4 separate regions of the Mus musculus genome follow, and all the other regions are linked to region 2. The links are chromatin contacts, called in public HiChIP or PLAC-seq, capture Hi-C and promoter capture Hi-C maps. All regions are on one chromosome and are shown on one strand. The core of a region is the stretch at or near the end of the contact, and the rest is flanking DNA. Distances in the headings are between cores, read along the strand shown.

Region 1 (3,551 bases), core at 400-2,899, 1.1 Mb after region 2:
ATGGAAGCCTTGAGGGTGGCCCCAGTTGAGTAGGAGCTTGGGCCTGCTGGAGCCTATGTCTCATTGTCTAGGGAAGAAGTGTACAAAGAGGCTGGGAGCCCAGTTCTGACTCTGGTTCCAACACTCACCTGCCTGGTGAACTTGGATGAGTTACTTCACCATTCTGAGTCTCAGTTTCTCCATTTAGGAAAAAGGGGCTTAACAATACCACTCATGTCTCAGCAATGCTATAACGATGAAGCGAGACAGTTAAGATGAAAGCTCTTGGCACAGTGCCCAAGGAACAAGCTCTCAGAAGCAGTGGGCTATCTGTATGAGCCCTAAAAGCAGGAAATCAGCCAAAGGAACCAATAGCCTCCTGGCATAGCCACCAGGTCTACTTCTAGCTCCAAGCCTCTCAGGCTCTTCCCACCACTCTGGCCATGTGCTGGGCTCTGCAGCTGCTCGCTGTGTCCACTGTGCCCACGGACACAGCTGATGCCGTAAGTCAGGCTGCTACAGCATCCTCTCTACCTTTTCCTTTTGCTCATTGTTGCCAACCTTCCCTCTGGGCTCCCTTCTCCTGTCCTATTCTTTTGAAATTCTGTCTGTGGGAAGACGGGGACGAAGAGGATGTTGAGAATAAACTATGGGAGCGAGATCCCCAGGTGTGGCAGAGATAAAGGATCAATGCATCATAGATGGGTGAATAGACAAGCTGGGGAAAAGAGATACATAGAGAATAGACAGAGGTAGAGCCTAGCCCAGTGGCAGGGGGTTGAGACCAGTTATTCTGGAAGTGGGGGCAAGTGTGTTACAAGATCAAGGCCAGCCTGTGCTATAGAAGACATTCAAATCTCATTTTGGCAACTTAGCGAAACCTATCTCAAAAATATAAAGCAACCAGGGCTGGGGATAGAGCTTAGTTGGTTGAACACTTGTCTAGCAGGCACAAAGACCAAGGCTTGATCCCCAGTACCACATTAAGTATCAGGCATGGTGGTGGAGGCCTACAGACCAGCATTTGTGATACAGGAGGATCAGAAGAAGTTCAAGGTTCTTATCTGCCGACAAGATGATAAACCTTGTCTGCATGAGAGCTGCATACAACATCATCATCAACAACAACGATGAGCAGGCTGGAGCGATGCAGAGAGAAGTGGAGAGGCCGACAGAGAAAGCTATCTCAGGCAAGTCTTGCATCAACTGTTTAAAGTTAAGAGGCTAAGGGAACCGGGAGAGGAAACAGAGGCCCAGAGACTCTGAGACAGCTGTTCTTGCTGAGAAGAAGCAGGCCAAATGGCTGAAAGCAGGGAGTAAGCCTGTCTGAAGGATAGGGACTCTGGGTGGGATTCTTCATACCTGAGCTCAGCTCCTGTTCCCAGAGATCCAGCTGTCTGACCTCCCTGATGCTATACACACAGAGAGACTCCCATTTCCCCAAGGATCCTGTCTTGGGCCCCCTGATGTGGCCCTAGCAGGGTTGGGGAATGGTCTGAGGTCTCCAGGGCTCCCCGCCCTCCCCCTACTTACACTGGGGCTAGGGCGCTGTGCCCAGCCCCCACGCTTGTGCTCTCTCTTCTCTCTCGTCTCCTCTCCTCTTGGGGCAAGTTCCCGAAACTTCTCTTTCTAGCCCCGTCGTTAATGACAGGCGGGGGGTGGGGGGGACCCAGAATTGCGACACCTTCCTGGCTTCCCTGCTGCGTTTGGCTGAGCCTTCACCCTTGGGGTGGGGGACATAGACAGCCCCTTCCTCTCAGGAAGGAGGTTGAGGGAAACTGGTGAGCTAGGGACCTTCCTGCCTCAGGGGTCTTAGAGGGCTGGGCATTGTAGCAACCTGGCCCGTGGCCACCCTCCCTTCTCTCCGGATTTCCTGAGCTCCTCGCTTTGAGGCTCAGCAGAGCACCCGAGACAAGACAGGGCCAAGGGAGGGCTGGGGTCTTCAAGTGTTTATTTCAAAACGAAGCAGGACAAAATAGCGTGGAAAATTAATGAGGGCTGGGGTGGAGGAGACTCTCTTCTCACTGAGTCTGGCTGAAGCCTCTGCCCGGGAAGAATCAAGATTCCAGGACAGGTAACGTTTACTTCAGGTTTTCTTCCCTTGTTAGCTGAAAACCTGCCATTTTCCAGGACTCTCAATAGACCCTCCCACCCCTGGCCTCCCTAGTCCATGGTCCCTGCCCTCACCGCTTTGTACAATCCTAGGGGTTCCTGGTTTTATCTTCTCAGGTTGTAACCCCTTTCAAAAGGCCCACCCTGTAAGTTCATCTATCACAAAAGAGAGGGGAAAAATTGTTCTAAGTTTGAAAATCATCAAAATAGTATATATTGGTATATTAGTCAGGGTTCTCTAGAGCAGCGGTTCTCAACCTTCCTAGTGCTATGACCCTGTAATGCAATTCCTCATGTTGTGGTGACCCCCCAACTGTAAAATTATTTTCCTTGCTAATTCATAACTGTAATTTTTTCCTGGTATGAATCATAATATATATCTGTGTTTTCTAATGATCTTAGGTGACCCCTGTTGAGAACCTCTGCTCTAGAGGAACAGAGTCCACTTAATGAGTGTATACGCGTGCACACGCACGCGCGTGCGCGCGCGCGCGCACACACACACATATATACGAACACATATACGCACACACATGAATTTATCAAATTAGCTTATGCAATACAGAGGAAGTAGGAGCACTGAGAACCCACCTGGGAAATCCTTTGGTGCCTTGGCACTCCCAAGGTGGTACTGAAGACCTGGAGGGTATCTGGTCCTCAGTCCATGTCGAAAGCTGATTTTGACTTGAGCAAAGGAATCAAGTGGGGTGGCAGCAGCAGGGTAGACTACTAGCAGCAGAGGGGAAGGTCAGGGAAAAAGGCTTCCTTCTTCCATGTCCTGCTTTTGATCTGGGCTGCCACCAGAAGGCGCCGCCCATCTCTGGGGTGGGTCTTCCCACATCCATTAAGGGAGTCAAGATAATTCCTCAACTGAGAATTGCTGCTTGGGCGATTCTAAATCGTGGCAAGTTGACATTTAAAATCAAGCACCAGGATCAATCCTTTGTCAATGGTACACAAACAGGTCACTTTAAAGACCATATAGCCTTCCACCCCTTTGCCCCAAATCTCACGGTTATATCCCAGTGTACTGGGTCTGCTTTTAAAAGTCCTTGAATGCTTAAAAAATTTTAACCCTTTGAAAGGCTCACAAGTCAGCCAGGTGTGGTGGTACACGCCTTTAGTCCCAGCCCTTGGGAGGCAGAGGCAGGTGGATCTCAAGAGTTCAAGGCCAGCCTGGTCTACAAAGTAGGTTCCAGGGCTATATAGAGAAACCCTGTCTCAAAACAACAACAACAACCTCAAATCTCTTTGTTTTTATTAGATATTTTCTTCATTTACATTTCAAATGTTATCCTAAAAGTCCCCTATACCCTCCCTCCCCCGCCCTGCTCCCCTACCTCAAATCTCTTAACTGTAAACTTCTATGAATATCAAAGGCAAATGAATACTTTTAACATATTATGGCACCGAGTACATAATTATCTGTTCTAGATAGCTTTCTGTTGCTGTAGTAAAAG
Region 2 (3,213 bases), core at 283-2,782:
TCCCAAGCCTCAACATCCTCTTCTGCAAATTGGCATCATAATAGATTGAGCTGTGTGGAATGGCTGTTTTTGCAGGTTAAAAAACACAACAACAACAACAACAAACAACTGCTCAATACTGTCAATTTCATATGGCTTAACCTGACAGCATCTCAGCTTGCTTCCAAGGCAGTTAGAGAAACAAGAAGAAATGAGAGGAACAATTTTTCAAAAGTCCTAGACTGATACAGATACATTCTTCTATTACTACTTCAAGGAACTAAGTACAGACCCACCTGAACCGTGAGCTAAACCAACGACCCAGAACTTGGAGATTTGGGACTTGGAACTCTGGGAAAAAGCCACCTGCTCCAATGACTAACAAGGTAGATCTTCCTCCTGGCCTCCTCATTCTAAAGGGCCTTTGGCCAAGCATCATTGAAATAACACAAGCTCCTAGTACTCTTCACCCTCCCCCAAAAAAGTATCCCCACACACAGGTATACAGCCTTAGGCTCACCACCAGCAGGGACTCAGCATGAGGGAAAGATACCAGTGACTTCGCAGAGGGTGCCCCAGGAAGTAGATGAAGGTGCAGAGTGCTCTTGTCTGTGTCCAGGATAAGGAGACTCTGGAGGGAGGGGGCGGTCTGACCTCGGGAAAAGTAGGATCTTCCCGTGCTAAGTCCCACCAAGAATGGGGGCGGGGCAAAACCCAGGTGTGGGTGAACCCTGCTTGGATGTATTCCCACACAGTCACACAGTACACATACCCAGACCCATTCACAGAGATAGTCGCACATGCACATGCACACGCACGTCCATTCATACACACACACTCAGACACCTACATACACAGCCACACAGTGCCAGCACACACTCAACCACACATATGTCGACAGACTCATGGACGGTTAACACCCTGAACGCTCACTGCATTACACTCACTCACCCACAGACCCACACGGTGACACCCTCATCACATGCACGCTCACACACCTGCAGAGGAAACTTCTTTCCGGATCTCCCCAACACCACGACTTCCCCCCACAGCCAGCAGGCTACTCCCTCCCAGACCCAAGCTTCCATTCCAGCCGGGCAAGGGCTGGGCGGGCGCTGGCTGGCCTCCCGCGGCCCCAGCCGGGACAGCGCGTCTGCGGAGCGCGTGGTCCCCAACCCGTCCCCGGGGTCAGTCACGCCGGCCTCCAGGCCCAGGGTGAGGCCGGGGGCGGCCGCAGAGGCCCAGCCCCTCCCCCCCATCTCGGGGCCGGAGTCCAGGCCGCTGGAGCCCCGGGCGTGGGCGGCGCCGGGGCTGCAGCGGGGCTGAGCCTGGGGGGCGCTGCAGAGGGCGCGGCAAGCGCGGCCCGATCCCCACCCCTCCCGGTTGCTTACCTGGCCCGGTCGGGCTCCAGCCGGGGTTACATGGTGCCGGCGGCCCGGGCCGGGGGCGCTGCGGCTGCGGGAGCGAGTGCGGGCTCCCGGACCCGACACTGCGGAGCCCCCGGCGGAGGGGCCGCGCCAGCTGCGGAGCCCCGAGCGAGTGCTGAGCGGCCGCGGGCGCGGGAGCCGGAGGCGGCCAAGCCACGGAGGCTGGATTTCCCGGGGACCAGGACGGGGAGGCGGGGGGATCCCGCCCGCGCGCTCCGCCCCCGCCCCCGCCCCCGCGCAGGGCGGCCGAGCCAGGAGCCCGCGACAGGGAGGGGGCCCGCGCTCCCCGCCCCCGCAGCGGCCCCGCGAGGACCGAGGTCGCAGCCGGCGGGCAGCCGCCGCGGTCCCGGAGGAGCGCCCGCGTCTCTGAGCGACAGCGCCGGGGAGGCCCAGCTCGGGGGTGCGAATGTGGTCCCCCGGGTCGGTGTGTACCGAAGACCCAGGAACCAGCACATTCGGTGTCACGACCGCGCACAGCAGACCTGGGCACCGGGACCCAAGCCCAGAGCGCGGGCAGCTGGGGGAGACACACGGCTGCCTCACCGAGGCAGTCACACCCTGAATGTCACACACAGCCTCCCCCTCGCAGGCACGTCCTCTTAGGCTCCTGTCCTTAGTTTCCCGGGTCTGTAAACCCGACCCCAGCTCTTGGCCTGGGCTCTAGGAGTCCCCCTTCTCCGCACTAGTCCCTTCTGCCCCACCCCTGCCAGGGCGGGGCGCTGTGCCTGGCCTCCGAGTCTTTGACAGGCGTCCCTCACCCACAGTCCGCCAGCGGAGGCAATCCCCAGTGTGCAGGGATAACCCCGCTATACCTGCCGTCTTAGCTGGGGGCCCCACCCGTGCCCACTGTGCCCGCCCACCTCTGGGCCCCGAGCCAGGGGCTGTGCCATGGCGGGGGTGGGGTAGAGGGGGGAAAGGGGACTGTCCGAAGCACAGCGCGAAGCTGCAGAGCCAGGACACAAGCTGCAGAAGCGCTGAGAGCTGACTGCAGCAGTCCCTGGCTGGAATCCGTCTTGGCGCCCAGAGCAATGCTGTAATGGGGGGGAGGGGGCCGCGTGGGGAAGCCGCAGGAGGAGGGGCTGAGGAGATGGGGGAGGGGCCGGTTCTGAATTCTGACTTTCCCGGCGGGTGTTGAGGGCACGCGGGCGCTCCAAGTTGTGGTAGAAGGCGAGCTACATCCTCTACCTTGTCTGGTATTGAAAACTTAAGGTGGTGAGGTGTGGGCTTTGGAGCCTTGAGACAGTCCACCACCCTAGGGACAGACCTTGGGAGATGTTCTGAGTCAGGGTCCCCAACAATGACTCCTATTTCTCTGTATTTCTTTGGTGTCACTGTCTCTCCTCCTTGAGTAACCGGGCAAACTGAGGCACGGTAAGTAGAATTCGTGGGTCCTAAGGAGCTAGAACCTGGAGCCAAGCCCACACCCATTCCCTAGAGGGACCTTTTAAGGTGCCACATTACATAAATGACAAAAAGGGACCTAGAGGACCCTTCCCCCGCGGGAAACCAAGCAGTCTAGTGAGATGAACAGACTAGCCAACTATCTTACCGCCCACGAGACCACTTCAATCGTCCCTTCAATCATGTAGTGAGGCTGCAGACAATTCCCAGACCAGCATTTATTCAGCCAAGAGCAGATGTCAGAGAAAGTAAGATAGAAAGTTGGTTCAGGAACACTTTGTAGAACTGAGAGAAATGTCTCATTTCCCATGGAGCATAAGAACAGTCATCATGTAGAATGCTAAAAGGTACCGCCATGCTCTGTCAGTTCTAAGACGTATTCTGTAAACCGGAAGGCATTTTACAA
Region 3 (3,495 bases), core at 933-3,432, 1.8 Mb before region 2:
ATGACTATTCAATTACCTTTTCCTGCCCCAGAACCGTATTGTTTTCAGGACTACAACCTAATAGAATGTTTTGTGATATCTGGGGGAGGAAGTCCTTTTCTCTCCCCTTTTTGGTGATGGAGATGTGAACCGGGCCCCATACACGTTAAGGCTTTACGAAATGACTTGCTTTTCTCTAAGAACATCTTGGCTGTTCTTCAGGAGATGTTACAGATGGGTTAGTGGCTTTGTTTTGTTTCTTTCTTTCTTAAGACAAGGTCCCCTGTAGCCCAGGCTGGCTCTGAACTCCCCTTGTAGCCAAGGATGACCTTACACTTCCAAGCCTCCTGTCTCCACTCTTACTCCTGAATGCTGTGATTATAGACAATACCAACATATCCTGTTTAGTTGGTGCATGCCAGGATGCTCTCTGTTAACTGAGCTACATTCTCACCCCCAGACATACTTCAAGCAATAATTAAAAGGCAGTTTAATTAAGTGAGACTCTATAGATTTCTACCAAATAAAACTTGGGATATTCTTGGCAAGTCAGTAGCATTTATGAGGTACTTATTATATGCCAAGGGCTCTCCTTTCCTTCTTTATTTTTTAAAAGATTTATGTGTATGAATGTTTCACTTGCATGCATATGTGTACCACATTTGTGCCTGGTGATCAGGGGAGTCAGATGAGGGTGTGGAATTAGGTGGAGTTCCCACGTGGGTTCTAGGAATTGAACCTGGTCCTTCGAAAGAGCAACAAGTGCTCTTAACCTCTGAGCCATCTCTCCAACCCTACCAAGGGTTTTCTTAAAATTTGTAATTTTTTTTCTTGTTTTTTTGAGACAGGATTTCTCTGTGTAGCTCTGGTAGTAGATCTCTGTGTAGAATAGGCTGGCTTCGAACTAAGAGATTTGCTGGGATTAAAGCTATGGGCCACCATGCCTGGCTTAAAACTTGTAAACTCTTTTTTTTTTTTTTTTTTTTTTTCCGAGACAGGGTTTCTCTGTATAGCCCTGGCTGTCCTGGAACTCACTTTGTAGACAAGGCTGACCTCGAACTCAGAAATCCGCCTGCCTCTGCCTCCCAAGTGCTGGGATTAAAGGCGTGCGCCACCACATCCGGCTAAAACTTGCAAACTCTTAACGTAGTATACATAACAGGTACAACAGGGCATTAATCATATGTGTATAACTCAAGGAGCGCGCGCGCGCACACACACACACACACACACACACACACACACACACACCTGTAACCATTACCAAGCACCGGAAAGGTTCCATTCTGTCTCTTCCCAGTCAGCAGCCACATGCGCAGAGACAAGCAGCATTCGGACTTCTACCCGGAGAACTCTTGAATTAGCTTCTGAGCAACACCCTGCGCATGCTAAGCACTCCAAGGAGCCCGGCTCTCAGTCCCTGCCCTTGGAGTGCACAAAGCTGAGATGTTTTATCAGGCAAAAAAAAAAAAAAGGAAAGCAGGTGCGGGTATCTCAGCAACTGATATTAAGGCTCAAGGGAAGGAGGGGAGGGGTCAGACAGAGACAAGGACTGTGAGTCCCATTGCGTTTCGGGGCCAGGGATGGTCCGATAGAGGAAGATATTACACTGGACTCTGATGGATGAACAGGGATTTGTGTATAGAAGAGGAGACATGCTTTGAGTCGAAGCCACATTTCACCAGAGTCTTGTGGATTCTGAGAATGAAGGCATCACCCCGAGCTCGTGAAGCCACAAAAATTCTATTTGAATACATTTTAGCTGGCATTTGAGTTGGGAGTTTAAAATGCCTAGAAGAGGCGATTAAGTAAAAGGTCATATTACAAAATAAGACAGGAGAGGTTTGGGCTCCAAGGGCGGAGCCAGAACTTCACCAGGGGAGGAGCAGGGGGCCATCGACTTCAGCCAGGGACAGAAAAGTTTTCCGGAGTCACTTTTTGAGACGCAGGACGCAGGATCTGCGGCTCAGACCACGTAGACGCCTAGGATTCGAAGGATTTCCCCGCGTGGACCTCCGCGGACATCAGTCAGCCAGCTTGCTTAGCTGCGCAGCTTTGCGGAGCAGCCTCGCAGGGCTGAATGCTTTATGTCCGAATCGACCAATGGGCTGGCGGCACCCGGTTGCCCTGGCTACGGAGCAGGCAGGGGCGGGGCCAGGGCACCGGGGCGGGGCTAGGGCGGGGCTTATATAAGCGAGCGGCGGGCGCAAGGCGGGGCGTGGGGTCGGTGGCTGCTGGGCGCGCGGGGCGCAGGCCGCGGGGCCGGAGCCGGGGGGAGCGAGCGAGCGGAGGCGCCGAGGATCCGATTCACTCGCTGGGGAGACCTATGGGCCGAAGCCGTGTAAATGCGTTTTAAGGCGAGTGCAGGAGATGGCTGGGGGGGAGCCTCGGGGAGCGGGCGTCCTCGGCTTTGGGCGCTGACCCTTCCCCCGGCCCCCCTTGCCTCCTCTCAGCAGGGGCCTCGGCTCCGCAATTGCCACTCCTCCTCGGGGTGTTGCACAAGTTTCGAGGTCACCGGCGACCCCCCCTAGCAGCGCGCCTGGCTCTGGCCCCCGCGAAGGAGGACGGGGCTTGGTAAGGAGGCCTGGGGTTGGGGTGCGGGACCCCCGCCCTGCACTTGAGAGAGCCGTCCCGCGGACAGAACCCACCCGTGGCTCATAGAGCATTCTTAGTGTGTCAGGACCAACCTTTTATAAATGGGGAAACTGACCCAAGGTCATGAAGCAGAGAGCCGACTCGAACTCAAGCTCACGGGTTTTGTTTTTTTTTTTTTTGGCCCTTTAGGTAGGTGTAGTCTGGACTGGAGAAATCCTTCAATTGGAAGGAGACTTCCCCAACTAGGTTTCTCAGATCTGTCCCCACATTTTTTTTCTTCCAATTTCAAATTTCAGAACTGGAAAAGAACTCCAAACCAATCCCATTTAACAGATGGGGGTAATTGAGGCTCTAGCAGACATAACTTCACCATTCCCAGCGAACCTCGGCTTCTCAGGCTTGGGCAAGGGCACAGAACATGACTGGGCAGGGACCGTAGGCCTGGGGAGGTGAGGGATGCAGCCTGTTCCCCAGCGGTTTCCTCCATCTCCCTCTCCCCACAGTGTGTTGCATACTTTCTAAGGCGGTGGCCAAGGCAGCCAGCGGTGCTCCAAGGCAGCGGTTTCCTCCAGCCCCTGGGCTCCTCCTGCTCAGCATGGCTGGCTATCTGAGTGAATCGGACTTTGTGATGGTGGAGGAGGGCTTCAGCACCCGGGATCTGCTGGAGGAGCTCACTCTGGGGGCCTCCCAGGCCACCTCGGTGAGGGGATGGAAATGGGTGTGGGTTGGTTGCCTGTCCTCTTCTCTGTAGGAGACCTCCCATTCTCTCGGTATTGGTATTTGTTTACTTGATATTTACTAGATTGTCCCCTTTATCTCCAATTCTTGGTCCTTGCCCCCACATCTGCCCTCCCTGTGTTTCCTGACTTGAGAAAAGAACAGTATCTCCACCTTCACGGTCTCCCCAGCACTCCAGGTGGG
Region 4 (3,133 bases), core at 109-2,608, 1.7 Mb before region 2:
GGTCTTGCCCTCTTGTCAATGACAACGGAAAGGTTTAGGGGAGACTAGCTGCAGTTAAGGGCTATGTCCAATTGAGTACTCAAAGATTCGGATGTAGAAGACAAGAGGGGTCATCACCAGGCCTTGGGAATTCCTAGAAGCTTGTCTTCCCCTCCTCCAAATCTTGTCTAATTCTCCAAATCTTGAATCTTTAATTCCTGGTTCCACTCTCAATTGGCCCCTACTCTGGTTTAAATTTTAAAAAAAAGGTTCTTGTCATATCTGAACTTGAGGCCGACCTTAGACTCTCACCTCACATACCTTGATCTAATCTTGGCACCCAAACCTGCCCTCTGAACAATTTGCACGTCTTAAGCTTAACTCTCACTTTCATCATCCAACCGAGGCCCAGGCCTCACTCTAGATCTCAATGAACACCTGGAGCAGCAAGCCGCATCCCACAATGCCCCAAACATTCCAGAATTCTGTAGCTGCATTTAGAGTAGCTCACCCCTCCCACACACCCCACTTCGACTCCCAGGTTAGCTTTGATAGTGGTCCTTCCTTTGCCCAAAAGTCCAGAAGGAGCTGCTGTCTCCCATTCTGTCTCAGCCTCAGCCAGCATCTGGTCCAGCTGTAGCTTCCTCTCTCCATCATCCTATCCCACCTCGACCTGTCTCCCATCCAGATCTCTCTCAAGCCCATTTGACACAGTGATGCTCAAGGGACCCGCCCCTGCCCCGCCCCTCACAGGAGCCACGCCCCTTTGGCATTAAGCCGGCCTGTGGCCCTTGCCCCTATTGGAACCCTGACCCCACCTACAGCCCCGCCTGTCCGCCTCGCACCTGCAACTCCTCGAAGGCATCGTCGATGCCAGTGACCTGGTGTTGCTCGTGCAGCGCGGGCTCATCACAGAAGAAGCAGAGCAGTGCGCGGTCCGTGAGGCAGAAGAGCTTGACCTTGTCGTGAGCCTGGCAGGGTCGCGCGGCTCGGCGCGCGTTGAGGATGGCGTCCAGCGGGAAGGCGCTGTAGCGCTCCACGATGTTGGCCAGCTTGAGGCTGGGCGCGAGCGCGGGCTCGGCGAACGTGCGCCGGCACTCCGGGCAGTCGCGGGCGCCCTGAGCCTCCTGCCGCACCCAGTGCTCGGTGATGCAGCGGCGGCAGAAGTAGTGCTCGCAGCCCAGGCTCACCGGGTCCTGGTAGATGCTCAGGCAGATGGAGCACAGCAGCTCGTCCTTGAGGCTGCACGCCATGGCGCCAGGGGCGGCGCGAAGCGGAGCCCGGGAGGCCGGCGGCCGGCGCGGCGCGATTGGGGGCGGTACCCGGGGGCCAGGCCCACGGGGGCACGGGCGACAGGCGCCGGGGAGCGCGGGGGGAGCTGTCTGCGACGCCGGAGGCGCGAGGGCTCGGTGCCGAGTGGGTGCCACCCGGGATGCGAGCACCGGAGCTCGGTTTCGAGGTCCTAGGTGGCCACCAGCGATGGGCGCTGGAGGAGAGAGGCCGAGGGCGTCCCAAGGAAGGGGCTCCAGGCGAGGAGGATCTAGAGGACCAGACACTCCCAAGGGATAGATGCTGCGAGGAGGAGATCCCGAAGAGGGGCGGAATCCCGGGACCCGAAAAGCTTTGAGAGGGGGTCGAGCTGGGGATGGGGAATTCTGCGGGACAGAGCAGCCAGACCCAGCCGCACCGCGGCTTTGCCCGGCAGAGCAGAGGAGGGGTGCCGGCCCACTCAGCTGCCCGACCCTGGCCGCAGATCCCGGCCCCGCGCGGCCCCTTACCCGCACCAGCTCAGCGGCCACCGCTTCGGTCCAGCGCAGCCTCTCAACCCGGAACCAGCCGAGCCGAACTGCCCGGCGCCCAGGCTCCCTCTCCGCCCCCGCGGGCGGGACCCGAGCCGCTCCGCCCCCGCGGCGGGCGGGGGGAGGGGAGGGGCCTCCAGACCCCGCCTCGCTGCCACTGTGCTCCTGACCCCCAGGGACGGGAAAAACAGCTGTTTCTTCTGGGTCTGCACAGCTGTCAGGTTTGTTTAGGGTCCTGGCGGCAGGGGGCGAGAGGACAGCTAATGAAGAAAAAGTGAGAAGATAGCACCTAAGGAACATCTCTCCGGATGATCAATTTGAAGAACTAAGGGCAATAATAACTGAGTATTAAGACAAGACGGTGCTCTGTAGTCTGCATAGAATATATAATGTTTGCATAGATTGTAGTGATAAAATTAGAGACTTGCCCTGTTGGCATGGGCTAAGTTCAAAGTCGCCATTCTCCTAAACCTTTAGGTTCTATTTCCTCTTCCCTTTCTAAGGAGGGCTCTTAGTAGAAGATTGTGGAGAGAACCCTGCCTAACGTCTAGCTCAAAGGTTCTTTCCATTCATCGGATGTTTCTGCATTGCTGTGTGAGCATGTGTGTGAGTGTGTGTGTGTGTGTGTGTGTGTGTGTGTATAAGAAGTTGGAGTAAGAAAAAAAGTATAATGGGAGACCTTGTCATCTCTGCCAGATGGAGGGGAGGAAAGGGATTTCTAAGAAGGTGAAAGAGAGAGACAGACAGACAGAGAGACAGACAGAGACAGGGAGAACAGAAGCATGAGTGGGGGGGGGCACATGGAGACCTGCATGCTGTTCTGTTCTGTTCTGTTCTGTTGAGAGTGGGATAAGGAAGAAGTTTGGGGAAGGTGAAAGGCATGGGCATCTTAGAGAAGAATTTCTTGAAGGTGTTGGGCTTTCGAGCAGAAAAATGGCCTGCCTTGGTTTGGGTTTCTTGGTGTGCAAGATACACACTACATCATCAGTACAGTGAAGGAGGGGGACCCTTTGCATGCATGCAGTGCTAGGCACGGGTGAGCAACTGTGGCAAAGCCGAGGCCTGCAGGAGGAAGGAAAGGCTGGCCCCAGGGAGGTGGTTGCTGTCTCAGGACCTGCAAGAGGTCAGTTTGCACCGTGATTGTCTGTCAGGATAAGACCATCAGGAAAAAAAAAAAGCACCATGACAATTAGTGGTGGATAAAGGGGGTGATGGGGAGGAGGTATTGAGAGTGTGTTGCATAACTTTTCCTGTGGTGACATGAACAAAGGTATATTCATTCCAGACAGGGCATAGTGAACCAGTCGGTTTATTGGGGTTAGTTAAAGGAACATGGGTGACTCAAAGGATCCCAC

Evidence for each region. Promoter capture Hi-C pulls out the DNA fragments that hold promoters and counts their contacts. HiChIP or PLAC-seq counts read pairs in DNA pulled down with a chosen protein or histone mark. Capture Hi-C pulls out chosen DNA fragments and counts their contacts.
Region 1: a contact with region 2 is called in a promoter capture Hi-C map of liver, with 2.9 times the contacts expected there. The contact joins the promoter of Csf3r here to the promoter of Dlgap3 in region 2. A contact is called at or near these places in 3 of 39 promoter capture datasets (liver and pre-B cells) and 1 of 9 other capture datasets (liver).
Region 3: a contact with region 2 is called in a capture Hi-C map of embryonic stem cells, with 9 times the contacts expected there. The contact joins the promoter of Azin2 here to the promoter of Dlgap3 in region 2. A contact is called at or near these places in 1 of 39 promoter capture datasets (embryonic stem cells) and 1 of 9 other capture datasets (embryonic stem cells).
Region 4: a contact with region 2 is called in a FOXA1 HiChIP or PLAC-seq map of pancreatic cancer cells. The contact joins the promoter of Trim62 here to the promoter of Dlgap3 in region 2. A contact is called at or near these places in 2 of 39 promoter capture datasets (liver and stem cell-derived epiblast-like cells), 1 of 115 datasets of contacts at active chromatin or transcription factors (pancreatic cancer cells) and 1 of 9 other capture datasets (embryonic stem cells).

The regions. Positions count from the first base shown.
Region 1 is chr4:126,022,757-126,026,307 of GRCm38.p6, reverse strand. Csf3r (colony stimulating factor 3 receptor (granulocyte)) reads right to left here and starts at 1,649. Exons shown (of 17, transcript NM_007782.3): 1 at 1,513-1,649; 2 at 129-227. It overlaps Gm32908 (a long non-coding RNA gene), which reads left to right and starts at 1,654. Exons shown (of 4, transcript XR_003955278.1): 1 at 1,654-2,053.
Region 2 is chr4:127,167,523-127,170,735 of GRCm38.p6, reverse strand. It overlaps Dlgap3 (DLG associated protein 3), which reads right to left and starts at 1,532. Exons shown (of 12, transcript NM_198618.5): 1 at 1,371-1,532.
Region 3 is chr4:128,961,142-128,964,636 of GRCm38.p6, reverse strand. Azin2 (antizyme inhibitor 2) reads left to right here and starts at 2,182. Exons shown (of 11, transcript NM_172875.4): 1 at 2,182-2,336; 2 at 2,433-2,553; 3 at 3,078-3,274. The coding sequence starts at 3,170.
Region 4 is chr4:128,882,269-128,885,401 of GRCm38.p6, reverse strand. It overlaps Trim62 (tripartite motif-containing 62), which reads right to left and starts at 1,358. Exons shown (of 5, transcript NM_178110.3): 1 at 825-1,358. The coding sequence starts at 1,232. It overlaps Gm33760 (a long non-coding RNA gene), which reads right to left. Exons shown (of 3, transcript XR_003955115.1): 3 at 3,070-3,133.